2 separate regions of the Mus musculus genome follow, and region 2 is linked to region 1. Evidence: chromatin contacts called from public Hi-C data. All regions are on one chromosome and are shown on one strand. The core of a region is the stretch at or near the end of the contact, and the rest is flanking DNA. Distances in the headings are between cores, read along the strand shown.

Region 1 (7,105 bases), core at 2,543-5,042:
ATCTCAGATCGGGGCGAGTGAGTTCCAGGAGTTCTGCCCCACCATTCTCCAGCAGCTGGATTCCCAGGCCTGCACCTCAGAAAACCAGAAGTCTGAGGAGAATGAACAGACAGAGGAGGGGAAGCCAAGCGCCATTGAAGGTAAGTACGGACTGGATTGGGGCAATGGTGGATATCGATGATGGATACGCGTACCCAGACTGTTACACACATCACCAGACCCTGGGTGGGCTGACTGGTGAGCACTGGGTGGACTGGACCCTGGCCAGCATGTGAATATGTTTTTCTTTTACTCACCCTTTGTTTTCATTAAACTGTAAGAGTGCCAATCTTTATGACCTCCTTTGGCTACTTCACTCCCGCTCCCATGCCCCCCACCCCCACTGCCTCTTAGTACCTCCCCTCTACCTAGAGGGGACTCACCCTGTCTGAGTAAGTCCTTGATTGCCTTTCTAAAGTCCTATAGCACTAGCAAGGGCTACCAGACCTAACCTGTTTTGCCATCATAAGTACACATACTGTCTAACTCATGGTACTCCACCATGTTGCGTCTCCAGTCTCTTCCTCTAAAGGGTAAGCTGCTCAGATAACAGCCTCAACCTTGTTTTCCCGAGGCTTCCCTAACAAGAGATGGAGTCAGCAGACATTTCCTGAGGGGCTGCTGGATCTCTGTATGCCTACATCACTGTCAGCAGCGTTACTCCCTCAGTAATGGAGGCCCTCGTCTGTTCTTGTTCCTCCACAGTGTGGGGCTTTGGGTTCCTCAGTGTCTCACTGATTAACCTGGCCTCTCTCCTGGGAGTCCTGGTCCTGCCGTGCACGGAGAAAGCGTTTTTCAGCCGTGTGCTCACTTACTTCATCGCCCTGTCCATTGGAACGCTGCTCTCTAACGCCCTTTTCCAGCTCATCCCAGAGGTGCAGTAGAACAGGCGCGCGTTCACTTTTCCTGGGCTGACGCAGCCCAGTCCCCCTCGGGCTGACATTCTCCCTCTGTGTTCTTAAGGCCCCCAACAATTGCCACCCGAAAAATGAATTGACTCTTCATATCAGGGGTCTAATAACTTCTCTCATGTCTCTGTTCACTCAAGTTGGCCTCTGGCCTCTTCGGATGATATCAGATGCAAGGTTCTAAAACATTTGTGCTCCCTTTTGGGGAATCTCTTTTGACTCCATTTCAGAGCCTTGATTTATAGGAGTCCAAAGCAAAGTTGCCGTTTGTGCATTCTATGTGCCAGGCAGGAGCTGACAATTAAGGGAAATCTTGGGGGTGCTCATGTGTGGACTCCAGTTGATCCTCAATGATGTGTGAGGCAGAGGGAGGGAGGTCACCAGGGGAACTGGCCTCAATGGTGTGATCCTGATTTTAATTAAGGCAGCTGTGGCAGCTCATGCCTGCAGTTGCAGCACTTGAAAATCTGAGGCAGGAGGATCACAGCTTGGTCAACCTAAAAAATAGGTTGTTCCCACCAAAAACAAAACAAAACAAAACAAAAAACCAAAAACAAAAAAAACCAATCACAGTATAAGAGAAGCTCATTCGTTTGTGCCTTGCATCCTGATCTTTCCCGGATAGGTCTGACTTCCTGGTCCACTCACCTAACTGTTTTTAAATGTTCAATAATTCTGTTTTTTAATCGCCATCACTGAGGAGCTGCAAAAATAAGATCCAAGTTGAGAGTCTTCCCAGCTGTTCAGCTCAGGCACATGTCACTGTTGGAGAAGTAACTTGTAGCTACCTAGTTGGCCACTTTGGTGCCGTGAGATCTTTTATAAAGGCTCACATCATTGGCTTTTTGGCCCTCCTCAACCAAGAGGTTAACTGAGGAAAGCTTCTCTCTGAGGTGTCACGCCTCACCCGCTCCCCCTTCATCATGAGGGAAGAACTGAATTAAGGCTACCTCCCTTGTTTTTCCTGAGAGGCCTCACCTTGGGCTATTTTTTCAGCTCCAGCCATTGAATTTACTAATTTTTTTTTTAAGGATTTGAAATGAAGTGTTTTATTGCCTGTTTGATTGGGACTACTACCATCGTCCCTGTTCCGCCCTTTGGGACACACAAGGGTCAACAACCTGGTACAGTTCTGTACTGTCTCCTCACAACCCAGAGTGTGTCACTTTGGAAAATGCATTTGAAATTAATTTTTATAACGAGTTGGTCTTGGAACTCTGCTTTCTACCCCAGATCTCTCAAAGCAAATGGGAACACACATAGCTGCTCAGAGACTGAATCTGACAGGCAGCCTGCTCTGTGACCCTCCCGTCCTGTACGCAACTTTGTTGTTTCTTGCACAAACCGAATGATCCTTGGGTAGTGTCACACTCGCCACTGTGATGTGGCTTAAATAGGCACAAGTAGAGCCAACGACACACCAAACCTTCTCTTCCCACTCGCTCTGGTGTCCTGTTAAAAGACCTTGAGTCCTAAGTCTGCACCGGGCCCGAGCACGTGCTGAATGCGTGCATGCGATGAGGCAGTAGCCTGCCCTGTTTGCCAGTCACACCAGCTGGCAGGTATGACTCAGGGCACCTTGGGAGCAGGGGCAGTAGTCACAGGGTTCCGAGACCACCTCAAATTCCTCCTCATACCTCCTGCACTGATTGAAGGAAATTGCATCAGACCCAAATCACTAACAAATCTCCTATTTCTCTCTCTCTCTTTCTCTCTCTCTCTCTCTCCCTCCCTCTCTCTCTCTCTCTCTCCATCTCTGGTCTTTCTTTTTGGGTTCCTTTGTTCATACCCACAATTCTCCTGTCCACCTCCTTCCCGTCCTGGTGGTTGCCTTGCTCCCTGTCCTGGGTGGGCTGGCAGTATGGGGGTACGGTTTCCTCTGCGTTACCGTCATCTCCCTCTGCTCCCTCATGGGGGCCAGCGTGGTGCCCTTCATGAAGAAGACTTTTTACAAGAGGCTCCTGCTCTACTTCATAGCCTTGGCGATTGGAACCCTCTACTCCAACGCCCTCTTCCAGCTCATCCCAGAGGTATGACAAGCTGCAGCGCTCTCACCAGAGCACCCCTGTCAGCGAGGGGCAGTAGGCACAGTGGGGGGAGCCTCTATGTACATGGAAGTTACAGGGACTGGCCCCCAAGACTCCTTTGTTTGGAAAGGAAAGCTAGGACCAAGCTAGGCAAGATTTAAGGGCTAGGTTAAAATCCCATCCTTAACCAGACCCCACACATGGACGAGCCATTCACTTCTGTTCTTTGTATAAGATGAGAAACAATAGGATGACTCTCAAAGGCATATGGGTGCCTCCCAAAGGCTGGGACCGTAGAGTGAAACGCCAATGAAACTTGGCACTGAAAAGATGGCTCAGCTGGTTCGATTCGCAGTACCCACAGGGAGCTTACAAACTCTAACTCCAGTTCCAGATAGTCTCATGCCCTTTTGTGGCCTCTGCAGGTACCAGGTGTGTGTCCGCGACCACACACACACACACACACACACACACACACACACACAGTGCACACATGTACATGCAGGCAAAACACACTTACACATAGGTGGAAGACAAGCAACCTCGAATAGCTCTGACCCTCAGTGTGGGGCTTTAATTTAGAGAAGCAAACCACAGCGAAACCCCCAGTTCTCAGTAAAAACCCAGCTCTTTGGTAGGGAGTTTGAGGGCAAAGGAAATCCAGAGGAAGCAGGACATTTGTGGTACCTTCACGGTGGGTGACCTTCCACGGGAGAGAAGGGAGCCACTGTTTTGAAGCCTGCGTGATTTAGAGAGTATGTTCAGTGGACCTGCTAATTATAATAAGCACAATGCATTTCACTGCGGGTGGTCTGACAAGCCTGAGCAAAGGCAAGGGCCAGTCTCACATGCTTCTGAGAACACTGTTTTCTACAGTATTGTTTTGTGTTCTAGGTGGAGCAATTGTGATGTCTGTTAAATGAATCATGTCTCTCCCTGCTCCCACGCCCCCTACCCCCCAAAAAAGTCTGACCTGCATGAGTGGCCACTACCCTAAGCTTAGGTCTAATGAGTCCTGTGCTCTTGAGTCCCGCCTCACCTACTGGCTCGTCCTTCACTTTTTCCCAGGGTGCACCTCTTCTCCAGAAGAGCTGGCCTGCAAGCAGGGTTTCTTTAACATTTGCCCTCCTGGTCTCTTAGAGGCCGAGGCTAGAGCAGCCCTCTAAGGCGCGTGCTGCCTTAAACTGCAGGAAGAGAAATGTTTGCCCTTGAAGTCACTTGGGGTTCTCCTTCAGGAGGGTTAGCTCTTGTCTCTGTCCTGTTCCCAAGAGACCTGGAGTATATTTTTGGAGATAGCCTCACCTCATGGGTTTAGACTTGCTGTCTTCCTGCCTCCGTCTCCCAAGTACTGGGAATTGAGCCTGTTTTCTGTTAGAAACGACACAAACAGGTCATTGGATACTTGGCACCATAAACCAGGAGCCAGACTTAGGACAGCTCTCTGGCTACTCCCACCTTCTTTTACCCTTCCTTACTTAAGTGAAATTTCCAGAAAGAACTCAGAGCAGCATACCCCCCAGTCCATTCTTTTCAAAAATATTTTTATTTTGTTCTAGAGAAATGGAACCTTTGCTGGGCAGGCTGGCCTTAGAGTCCTGGGGTCCTCCCACCTCCTCCTCCTGAGTTTGGGAAACTGCAGGCTTGTGGAACTAGGCCTGGCTTTTATCCACCCCAAGATGCCTGCAGGGACAGAGCCTGCTTTTTTTGGTTTGTGGTCCTTTCAAGATTCTGTGGTCAGGACGATGCTGCAATTCTTGCTGTGGAACTAGAATGGATTTTCTCCTTTTAGCAATCGTAACTAAGCCACTTCCCGTTGTGTTTACGGGCAGATGAACCGAGGACAGTAGATGAGGCAAAAATAAACGCAGGTGGCCTCCCTTTATACGTGGAATTTGCTGACTAAGTGCTTTTGTGGCTAAGCACTAACAGAGATTAAGACAGCGTCCTCATTAAAAGGAGACAACCACCTTTTAATCCCCAGATCTGGGGAGGTAGAGGCAGGCTGACCTCTGTGAGTCTGAGGACAGCTTGGTCTATGTAGTGAGACCTAGTCAAAAAGAAAAGAAAAAGAAAGCAAGCAAGCCAAGTGGCCATGGTAGTTCCTGCCTATCATGCGACCCAGAATGCTTGCCGCTCTTCCCGCTCTTCCCGAGGCCCAGGGTTTGGCTCCCAGCGTGCACATGGCTCCCGGGTGGGTGCCTACAGCTCCAGGTTCAGGTGAACTGGCACCCTCCTCTGGCCTCCTCAGCCACCTACATGCATATTTGCAAACGCACACATTCACGTACACATAAATAAAAGTTAAGTAAATGTAAAATACATATAATAAAACCCTAAGAGCTGGAGATGTAGCTTAGTGGTAAGGTGATTGCCTAGCAAACCCAAGGTCCTGGATCCAAATGCCCAGGATCAGAAAAGCCTAAAGACAGCCTGCCTTTTGTATCCAAAGAGAATATGCAGGCACCAGGCTAGTGCTGGCGAGTCAGGGGAATGCAGAGGCTAGGTTTCTGCTGGCCGGAGAATGGGCAGCCAGCAGACTGCCCGTCTCCCAGAGTGGAGAGTGGTAAGCAGATGAGAGCCGCTGAAGGCTTATGTTTGTAAACTCATTCTGTTTTCCTGCGCCCACAGGCTTTTGGCTTCAACCCTCAGGACAATTACGTCTCCAAGTCTGCAGTGGTGTTTGGGGGTTTCTACCTTTTCTTTTTCACAGAAAAGATCCTGAAGATGCTCTTGAAGCAGAAAAACGAGGTGAGGCCCAGTTGTTAATGATGACCTATCCAGTGGAAAACCCTAACCTCGAAAACAAAAGTGCTGACGTGGGTCGGTGGGGTGTAGCAGCGCGTGACGGCGCTTGCAGAGCAAGCCTGGCATTCTCTCTATAGAGGACAGTAAAGAGGTTTGGTTACAAGCATCCAGGAACAGCTCTGACTGGTGTAGCTCCTGTATAAGAGGCCTCCTGTCGCTGGCATGGGGTCACTGCCTGTTAGAGTTGAATGAAGTGGCCATCTTAAAAGAGCAACCTAAGAACTTAGAGTAGTGGTCACCTCACTGGATTGGGTGACAGCAGGAGACTTCTTTGCCTACTAGAAAGTCCCTGTCTTTGTATGTGTTGCCACCGGCTATACCAATTTCTCTACGTCCCTGTGTGTGACCTGCTCAGTTTCCTTGGATATAGGAATAAGCTCTTCCCCAGCCTTGGCGTGCTTCCTCCAAGTGGTGGGCGCCGGGCTGGGCTGGGCTGGGCTGGGCTGGGCTGGGCTGGGCTGGGCTGGGCTGGGCTGGGCTGGGCTGGCAGTTTTGATCAGTAACACTGCTCACTCTTCCTACCCTAGCACCATCACGGGCATAACCATTTTACCTCCGAGACACTTCCTTCCAAGAAGGACCAGGAGGAGGGTGTGACCGAGAAGCTACAGAACGGGGACCTGGATCACATGATCCCTCAGCACTGCAACAGCGAGCTGGATGGCAAGGCGCCTGGCACGGACGAGAAGGTCATTGTCAACTCCATGTCTGTGCAGGTCAGCAGCCCTGAGTGCCCCCGGGGAAGCCTCGACACAGAAGCCACGCCTTTGTGAGTCAGGCTCTCCGGAGGTCACTCTGTAACCTGAAGTCCACTGGTGTGTCCTTTCTCATAGGACCTGCAGGCATCCCAGAGTGCTTGCTACTGGCTCAAGGGGGTCCGCTACTCTGATATCGGGACCTTGGCCTGGATGATCACCCTGAGCGATGGGCTCCACAATTTCATCGATGGCCTGGCTATTGGTGCCTCCTTCACTGTGTCTGTCTTCCAAGGCATCAGCACGTCAGTGGCCATTCTCTGTGAGGAATTCCCTCATGAGCTGGGTGAGTGCTTAGTCCCTGTCCCCGTGTTCCAGCTGTCTCAGTTTTTGTCTGAGACACCGAGACACCCTTCTTGCATCACATCCCTGCTGCTCCTCCCACCTCCACCACAGCACTCACTGAATTAACGCCCTGTCTCGCTAACTCTGGAATTATAACAGTGGAGCATAGCTTAGAACTATAGAGGTTCTTACAGGGAGATTTTTATCCCATGAGCCCTGTGTCCTGTGGCTTAATTTTCCCACCTGTATAGCATGATTAATACCTACACCTGCCTTTTAGAATCAT
Region 2 (7,105 bases), core at 1,603-4,102, 120 kb before region 1:
CCTTTGAAAATTCACGAAGAGCATTTGACTACCATTAGGGCAGTATTGGGAAACAGGGACCAATAAGGGGTGATACAGTCACCATGACTCCACTCTCTAAAACAGATGCATGCTGTTATCAAAAACAGAACCTGAGAAAGTGCCCATAGTAATGAGCTAGTAGCCTCAAGAGGGTGTCAAAGTTCAGTGATACAGTTTTAATATGAAATGAGGCCCATATACACACTGACACAAACTAGAGTTATCACAGAGAAAGGAGCCTCCCTTGAGGAAATGCCTCCATGAGATACAGCTGTATTTTCTCAATTGGTGATCATTTGGGTGGTGCTATCCCTGGGCTGGTACTCCTGGGTTCTATAAGAAAGTAAGCTGAGCAAGCCAGGAGAAGCAAGCTAGTAAGCAGCACCCCTTCTTGGCCTCTGCATCAGCTCCTGCCTCCTAGTTTATGCCCTGTGTGAGTTCTTGTCCTGATTTCCTTTGGTGATGAACAGCAATGTGGAAGTATAAGCTAAATAAATCCTTTCCTCCCTAACTTGCTTCTTGGTCATGATGTTTTGTGCGGGAATATAAACCCTAAGTAAGACAAACTGGTACTGGGAGTGGGGTATTCCTGTGACAGCCTGACCATGGTTTTGAGAGGACTGTAGAAGGACTTTGGAACTTTGGGGTAGAAGAACCATCCGGATGTTAAGAGATCTGTGGGATGTCCTGTAGGAGTTTGGAAGACAATATTCAGAACAGTGCAGAGGGAAGATTAAAGACTTATCAGGGCTGTTGCTGTTTTGACTGTGTGGTTTTGGTTAGCTGGGGCTGAAGAATTAGCTGTGATTAGCAAGATATCAGAACTAATAAAGTGAAACTTTTGAATTACTGGGATGATTGATGCTAGTTAGTTGGAGCTAAGAAATTAGTAGTGGTTAAGAAGATACCAGCATCACTATGGTGAATCTTCTGAGAAGTGTTTCCTGGGAGCACAGAGAAGCTGTGTTCTAGAGACACCCATGGTTGTACCTTGAGTTGGAAACCAGACTTGGTAAAGTGTAAGAGTCACCCAGGTGGTATTGGTTTTGAAACATGAAGATGCTTGGCACTGTGAGAGGCCAGGAGAGGCCATTGGTGAAGGTGCAGCCTCAGTGGCAGTTGAAGGCCCCGGTCTGAAGGGTTCATGTAGAGAAGTTGAGGCTTGGCACCATGAAAAGAGTCTATAAGAGGTTATTTGTGAAAGTGCAGTCCAGTTGTAGCAGAAGACAGCATTGTTTTGGTGATGCCAGTACCATGGGATGGTCACCAAGAACAGCAGCAACAGTGGAGTACAGACAGCTGGAGCCTAGAAGACAACGTGTGTGCTACAAAGGGCAGGGGTGGAGAAGTGACCCAAGTCCTTGGAGGAGCCTAGAAGATCACGAGTCAACCCCAGACCTTGGATGGTCAGAGTTTGATTTTGCTTTTGATTGTGACTGTGCTCTGATATTTTTCCCTCTTGAAGTAAGAAAGTATTTTAGTGGAGCCCACAGTTAAGAGACTTTGAATTATAAACTTGGAATCTCAAAAGAGATTAGATATTTTAAAGGGACTGAAATTTAACATGTAAGAACTTGTAAAGATTGTGGGACTTTTAAGGTTATTTAGATCTTGGCGATGAATAAAGTAAGGGTTGAGGCTTAAAGTGATGTGTTTGTGTGTCAAGTTGACCGGGAGTCAATTGTACTGGCTGGTTTTGTGTGTCAACTTGACACAAGCTAGAGTTATCTCAGAGAAAGGTGCCTCCCTTGAGGAAATGCCTCCATGAGATCCAGCTGTAAGGAATTTTCTCAATTAGTGATCAAGCAGGGAGGGCCCAGCCCATCTTGGGTGGTGCCATCCCTGGAATGGTAGTCCTGGGTTCTATAAGAAAGCAAGCTGAGTAACCAGCTATAAGAAAGTAAACCAGTAAGTAATATCTCTCCATGGTCTCTGCATCAGCTCCTGCTTCCTGACCTGCTTGAGTTCTGTCCTGACTTCCTTTGGTGATGAAAAGCAATGTGGAAAGTGTAAGCTAAATAAATCCTTTCCTCCCCAACTTCCTTCTTGGTCATGATGTTATTTACCAATTGCACCTTAGGGCCTTTAACCTGGGAGGGCAGAGCAGCTCACTATCAGCATGAACATATTAGCTAAACTGTTTACAGGAGCAGCCCATTGAAAGGGATCCAGGGCAACCCCTACGCCTCGAAACTCACTTTAAAATGACTCACATAACTTCTTTTTTTGTTGTTGGTGGGGTTTTTTTGTTTTGTTTTGTTTTGGGCGGGGTGGGGGCAGTTTCGAGACAGGGTTTCTCTGTGTAGCCCTGGCTGCCCTGGAACTCACTTTGTAGACCAGGCTGGTCTCTAACTCAGAAATCTGCCTGCCTCTGCCTCCCGGGATTAAAGGCGTGCCACCTGTTTGAGAGCAACCTCCACATAGCTAGACTGCGTGAAAGGGTGAGCCAATGAGGTGAGGGACTCTTTTGAGTGGTAGGTTGTTTGGCCAATGAGCTGAGCCCTTGGGCTAGGGATCCGGAAATCAGGACCTCGGGCACGAGGCTCATTCCAAGAGGCAGATGAGGCTGTGTTCTGCCTAGACAGGGGGCTTCAGGACCCTGACGACCCTAGGCCAGGTGAGAGGGCGAGACTCAGATGTGGACGGCTAGGAGGGTGAAAGGAGCTGTGGTGCAGGCTTGCCGGGCTGTTTTTTAAAAAGTTCGGGCTCCTGGTGTCGAGCGGGGCGCTCTCAGCCAGGGCCCGCCCACCCTTTTGGGTTGGCATCTGCCCCACGCCCCTCCCCCACGGGCACGAGGTGGCCTGGGCGGGGTCAGGGTGGACTGGAATTCGTTATTCCAGGCCGAGTGTGTGGGAGGAACGCAGGGGCTGGAATAGGAGGGAAAGGAGGTGGCTCCAGGAGAGAGCGAGAGAGGGAGCGCTCGCATCGGGGCTCAGTGGCACCAGACCTAAAAAGAAATCTAGGCAAGGCTCCGGCACAGTCCACGTGGTGGAAAGGTACTTTGCTGTCGCCGACCTTGGGTGGGATTTGCTTTGACGGACTTGGTCTCAGGTTAGGCCTGAGGCCTAGTGCCTCTGCCCAGAGGGCACACGTGGAGACCTGGAGAAGCTAGGCCTGGCCTGGGACCCTTCACTGCTCGGTGGGTGAGATCTAACCCAGGAGAAAACCCGCTTGAAGGAAAGACCTTCTGGAGGAGGCGTCCAGTCTGTGAACGGGATAATAGGAGGGTAAAAAGGATTCCAGAGATCTGTGCTGTCACATCCCTTCCTATGTGCCAGTTAGGCAACTGACTTCCAGATTCTTGGGTAAGGCTAGGGTGGTGTGGCAAAAACTGAGGGGGAAAAAAAGGCTTATGTTGTGAGTGGCACACACGGGGCAACTCGATTGCTCTGCGTGCGGAATCGACATCAAGAGATTTCGGAAGCATAATTTTTTTGGTATTTGGGAAGCTGGTAAAAAAAAAAAAAAAAAAGATTGAGGAGGACTTTTAGCAATTGAGGGGTTGAGTATCTGTCGTCTTTCTATGCGAGGCTGGATTTCTCTAGCTAATAATGCTGGCGGGTTTTCAAAAGCTCAGAAGAGATTCCTGGGATTGGAGTGTAGCTCAGAGGTCTAATGCATGCTTAACATACATAAGGCCTTGGATCTGCTCCCCAGGATAAGAGGGAAAAAGGAAGAAAGAAAAAAAGATTCTTGAGGAACCAGGAACAGGGTCAGGGCAATAAAAGAACTCTTTTACAGAGTTGAGACTTGAAGGCCATGAGTTATTAAACGATTTTGAAGAGGCCTTGATGGTTCTTAGACTTGAGGTAGGCTCAGCAACTCCTCCCTAAGTTAGCAGAGGAGGGAAGGAATTCAATGGACCCCATGAAAGCCAGCAAGTAGTATAGACTCAAATCAACAACTTTGAACCCTGGAGACCTCAGGCCTGTTGGTGTTTTAAAATAAAACAAAAACTCCACCCCCCCCCCAATAAAAAACTGGAAAAGATTCAGAAAAGCAACTAAATCCAATAAGTTGAATGCAGTTATAGATGACAGAGAAAAAAAACTGATATAGAAGAAAAACTAAAACCCAAACGTATTTGTTGACAGAATAATTTTGTGGTATGGAGGTATTAACTACAACAGAAGTCATCCCTATATGTAAAAAATTGTTCCTTTTGACACTAGGTGGTTAGTTGATGGACAGTTCCCTGAGAGGTCATTTAGGTAGAGCAGCTAAAGGTGCTTTGGCTAGTGGGAGGTTCTTAGCTCAAATTGGAGCCTTCATGGCACACAGGAGCTTATTTCTGTAATTCCAGCACACAGGAAGATGGCAAGTTCAAGGCCTGCCTGTGCTATGCAGCAAGATGCTTTCTCAAAAATAAGACAGGTATGGTGGTACATGCCTGTTTTCCCAGAACTTGGGAGCCTGAGGCAGGAGGATTGTCAAGCATTCAGGGCCAGGTAGGGCTCCATAGCGAGATTCTGGCCTGCTTCTAAAGAAAAAAACTGGAGAGATGGATCAGCACCTAAGAGCACTGACTGCTCTTTCGAATGTCTGAAATTCAAATCCCAGCAACCACATGGTGGCTCACAACCATCTGTAATGAGATCTGACACCCTCTTCTGGGGTGTCTGAAGACAGCTACAGTGTATTTACATATAATAAATAAATATATCTTAAAAAAAAAGAATTCTCTCTGTAGACCAGGCTTTCCTTGAATTCAGAGATTATTGTGTGGTGTTGCCACCCAGTAACACCTATCAACAAGTATGTGCTTCCCATACACTCCTGGACACATGGCCTTTCCCTGGAGCATGGTCAGTTGGTAAAGAGAAATGACTCCCCTTCTTCTGCTATCAGTTGCCAATAGCTCCTTGGCAGAGGGTGGGACTTCATGCCCACCTACCCTGTCCATGCTGGGAGGTGGTGTGGTGTGAGCAGTAATCAGTAGTCACTTTTTGATTGTGTGTAAGTCCCATTGCACAAGATGAAAGAAGCTGTGACTAGACAGGCCAGGAACATGTGACAAGACAGGTCCTAGGCCCTAGGGTAGACTTTATGACTGTTATTCTGCTTAATGGACGTAGTTTTAAACTGACTCCTGATGAAGTGTTATAGCCAAAGATTAATGCATCTCTCAACTCCCATCAGAAAAGATTCTATTTACAGTAGATGGTGAATTTTTAATCCTTTGAAAATTCTGGCAGATAAGGAATTGGAACAGAACCAACAGTCGTTTCTACAGCCTCTCAATGGATCCTGTCAGGCCGTTGTTCAGGGGGCCCACCCCAGTCCACCCATCTCAGTGTGTGCGGATGCCAGGCTGTTGGCCTCAAGCTCCTAGACCTTTGGAACCAGCTTGGGGTAGGGCAGGACCTGCAGGCAGAGGCCTTGTGTTTAGAAAACCAGAAGACTCCAGCCCACCACTCCAGCCAGTACAAAAGGTAAGGCCACTCAGAGGGCTTAGGAGCTAGAAGGCTAGCTGTATAATCAAGGGCTGTTATTTTTAATCTTTGGTTTGTGTTGACAAGTAATTGCATTTTGTGGTCGCGCAACTCAAGACCTAGAGAAAGTGCCTCAAAGTAAACACTAGATGGACTTGGGGCGGTTTTAAGGTTGGCTTCGAGCTTCAGTCCTCCACCCCATCATTTCTTCAGTTTGCCATCCTTGAATGCATAGTTAAAGTGTTTAAACACAAGCAGAAGTTGTCGAGTTTGCCATCCTTGCATGTATAGTTGAAGGGTTTAAACACAAGCAGAAGTTGTCGAGTTTGCCATCCTTGCATGTATAGTTGAAGGGTTTAAACACAAGCAGAAGTTGTCAAGTTTGCCATCCTTGCATGTATAGTTGAAGGGTTTAAACACAAGCAGAAGTTGTCGAGTTTGCCATCCTTGCATGTATAGTTGAAGGGTTTAAACACAAGCAGAAGTTGTCGAGTTTGCCATCCTTGCATGTATAGTTGAAGGGTTTAAATACAAGCACAAGTCGCTGCTTCTGAGTGTTCAGCTTCTTCTCGGGTTGGCTCTGTAGTACTGACAACAACAGAGAGCACTGTTGTATGTTTAGTCAGATGAAATGCTTTTTGTCTGTATGTAGCTTTTATTTGCCTAGCAGTTCTAACTGGCACAACAGCCAGCTTTCAGGACTACCACAGCAGTACAGCGATAGGGCTCATGGGATCGTGTTTAAGAATAAAAAACAAACAAAAAAAACAACAAAAAACCCCACAAGATGGGACCAAGGATGTAACTCAGTTGGTGGAGCACCTCCCTGACATGCACAGAACCTGGGATTTGATTCGCAGCACCAGTTAAACCAGATGTGGATGCACAGATATGAAATCCTAGAGCTATGGAAGTAGAGACAGGAGAATCAAGTTCACTATTCACCTTTGACTATAGCAAGTTTGAGACCAGCCTGTTAAAAAAAAAAAAGTAAAAAGACAAAACCCTAAACTTCTTATATCCTTAAATGATCTTTTTTTTTTTTTCCTGTAAAATCTGTTAGCCAGTGTTCCCGTTCCCTTTTACCTTGGCTATATGGGTAGCTGAGTAAACTTTGAAAAGTGCTGGGGAGAAGGCTCAGCTGGGAAAGTGCTTGCTGTGTGAACATAAGGACCTGAGCTTGAATGTCCAGCAGCCGTGTAAAAGCTGGGCGCAGTGGTCCGCATCTGCAACCCATGTCTGTAATCCCATCATTCCTGTTGGGATCTAGGAAGTGGAGGTGGGTGAATCCACAGATGCTCGCAGGCGAGCTAACCTGGTGTATGCACCAGCTAACAAGCAACCAGAAACTAGTCTTGAAGGTGTCTCAAGGTTGTCCTCCAAGCATTCCGTGACACATATGCTCCCAGTCACACGAATGCACAAACAAAGATAGAAAATAGTTTTTAAAATAGTTTTTAAAATTAAATTTAAAATTAATAATAAAATCAACCAACAAAACAAACAAAAACTGGAAACTGATAGATGGCTTATCAATTAAAAGCACATGTTAGTTTTATAGCAGTCTACACCTTCAGTGCCAGGGGATCTGATGCCTTCTTCTGATCTTTATAGGGACCAACCAGCACACACTACACCCCCCTCCACACGTA

Evidence for each region. Hi-C and Micro-C count contacts between places; a contact is called where the count stands out from the background.
Region 2: a contact with region 1 is called in a Hi-C map of bone marrow-derived macrophages, with 35 read pairs. The contact joins the promoter of Piwil2 here to the enhancer-like site in region 1. A contact is called at or near these places in 12 of 39 promoter capture datasets (the 3T3-L1 cell line, 3T3-L1-derived adipocytes, the C10 cell line and 7 more), 4 of 15 datasets of contacts at CTCF or cohesin (CD8 T cells, the NIH/3T3 cell line, large pre-B cells and 1 more), 92 of 484 Hi-C or Micro-C datasets (the 3T3-L1 cell line, the AML12 cell line, B cells and 54 more), 11 of 115 datasets of contacts at active chromatin or transcription factors (astrocytes, bone marrow-derived dendritic cells, bone marrow-derived macrophages and 5 more) and 6 of 9 other capture datasets (adipose tissue, bone marrow-derived macrophages, embryonic stem cells and 3 more).

Annotation. Positions count from the first base shown.
Region 1 is chr14:70,309,473-70,316,577 of GRCm38.p6, reverse strand. Slc39a14 (solute carrier family 39 (zinc transporter), member 14) reads left to right here. Exons shown (of 10, transcript NM_144808.4): 4 at 1-140; 5 at 2,808-2,977; 6 at 5,603-5,722; 7 at 6,307-6,495; 8 at 6,613-6,820. Among named protein-coding and RNA genes, the nearest start is that of Ppp3cc, 24 kb to the right of the region's middle. Within about 2 kb of position 3,792, at least 33 of the 459 cell types and tissues checked have an H3K27ac peak or open chromatin away from gene starts, as enhancers often do. A contact at or near this core is called in bone marrow-derived macrophages, embryonic stem cells, pro-B cells and 1 more, where this site is marked.
Region 2 is chr14:70,424,855-70,431,959 of GRCm38.p6, reverse strand. Piwil2 (piwi-like RNA-mediated gene silencing 2) reads left to right here and starts at 2,852. Exons shown (of 23, transcript NM_021308.2): 1 at 2,852-3,017; 2 at 5,217-5,453. The coding sequence starts at 5,262. It overlaps Gm24890 (a small nuclear RNA gene), which reads left to right and starts at 3,363; the gene lies at 3,363-3,545.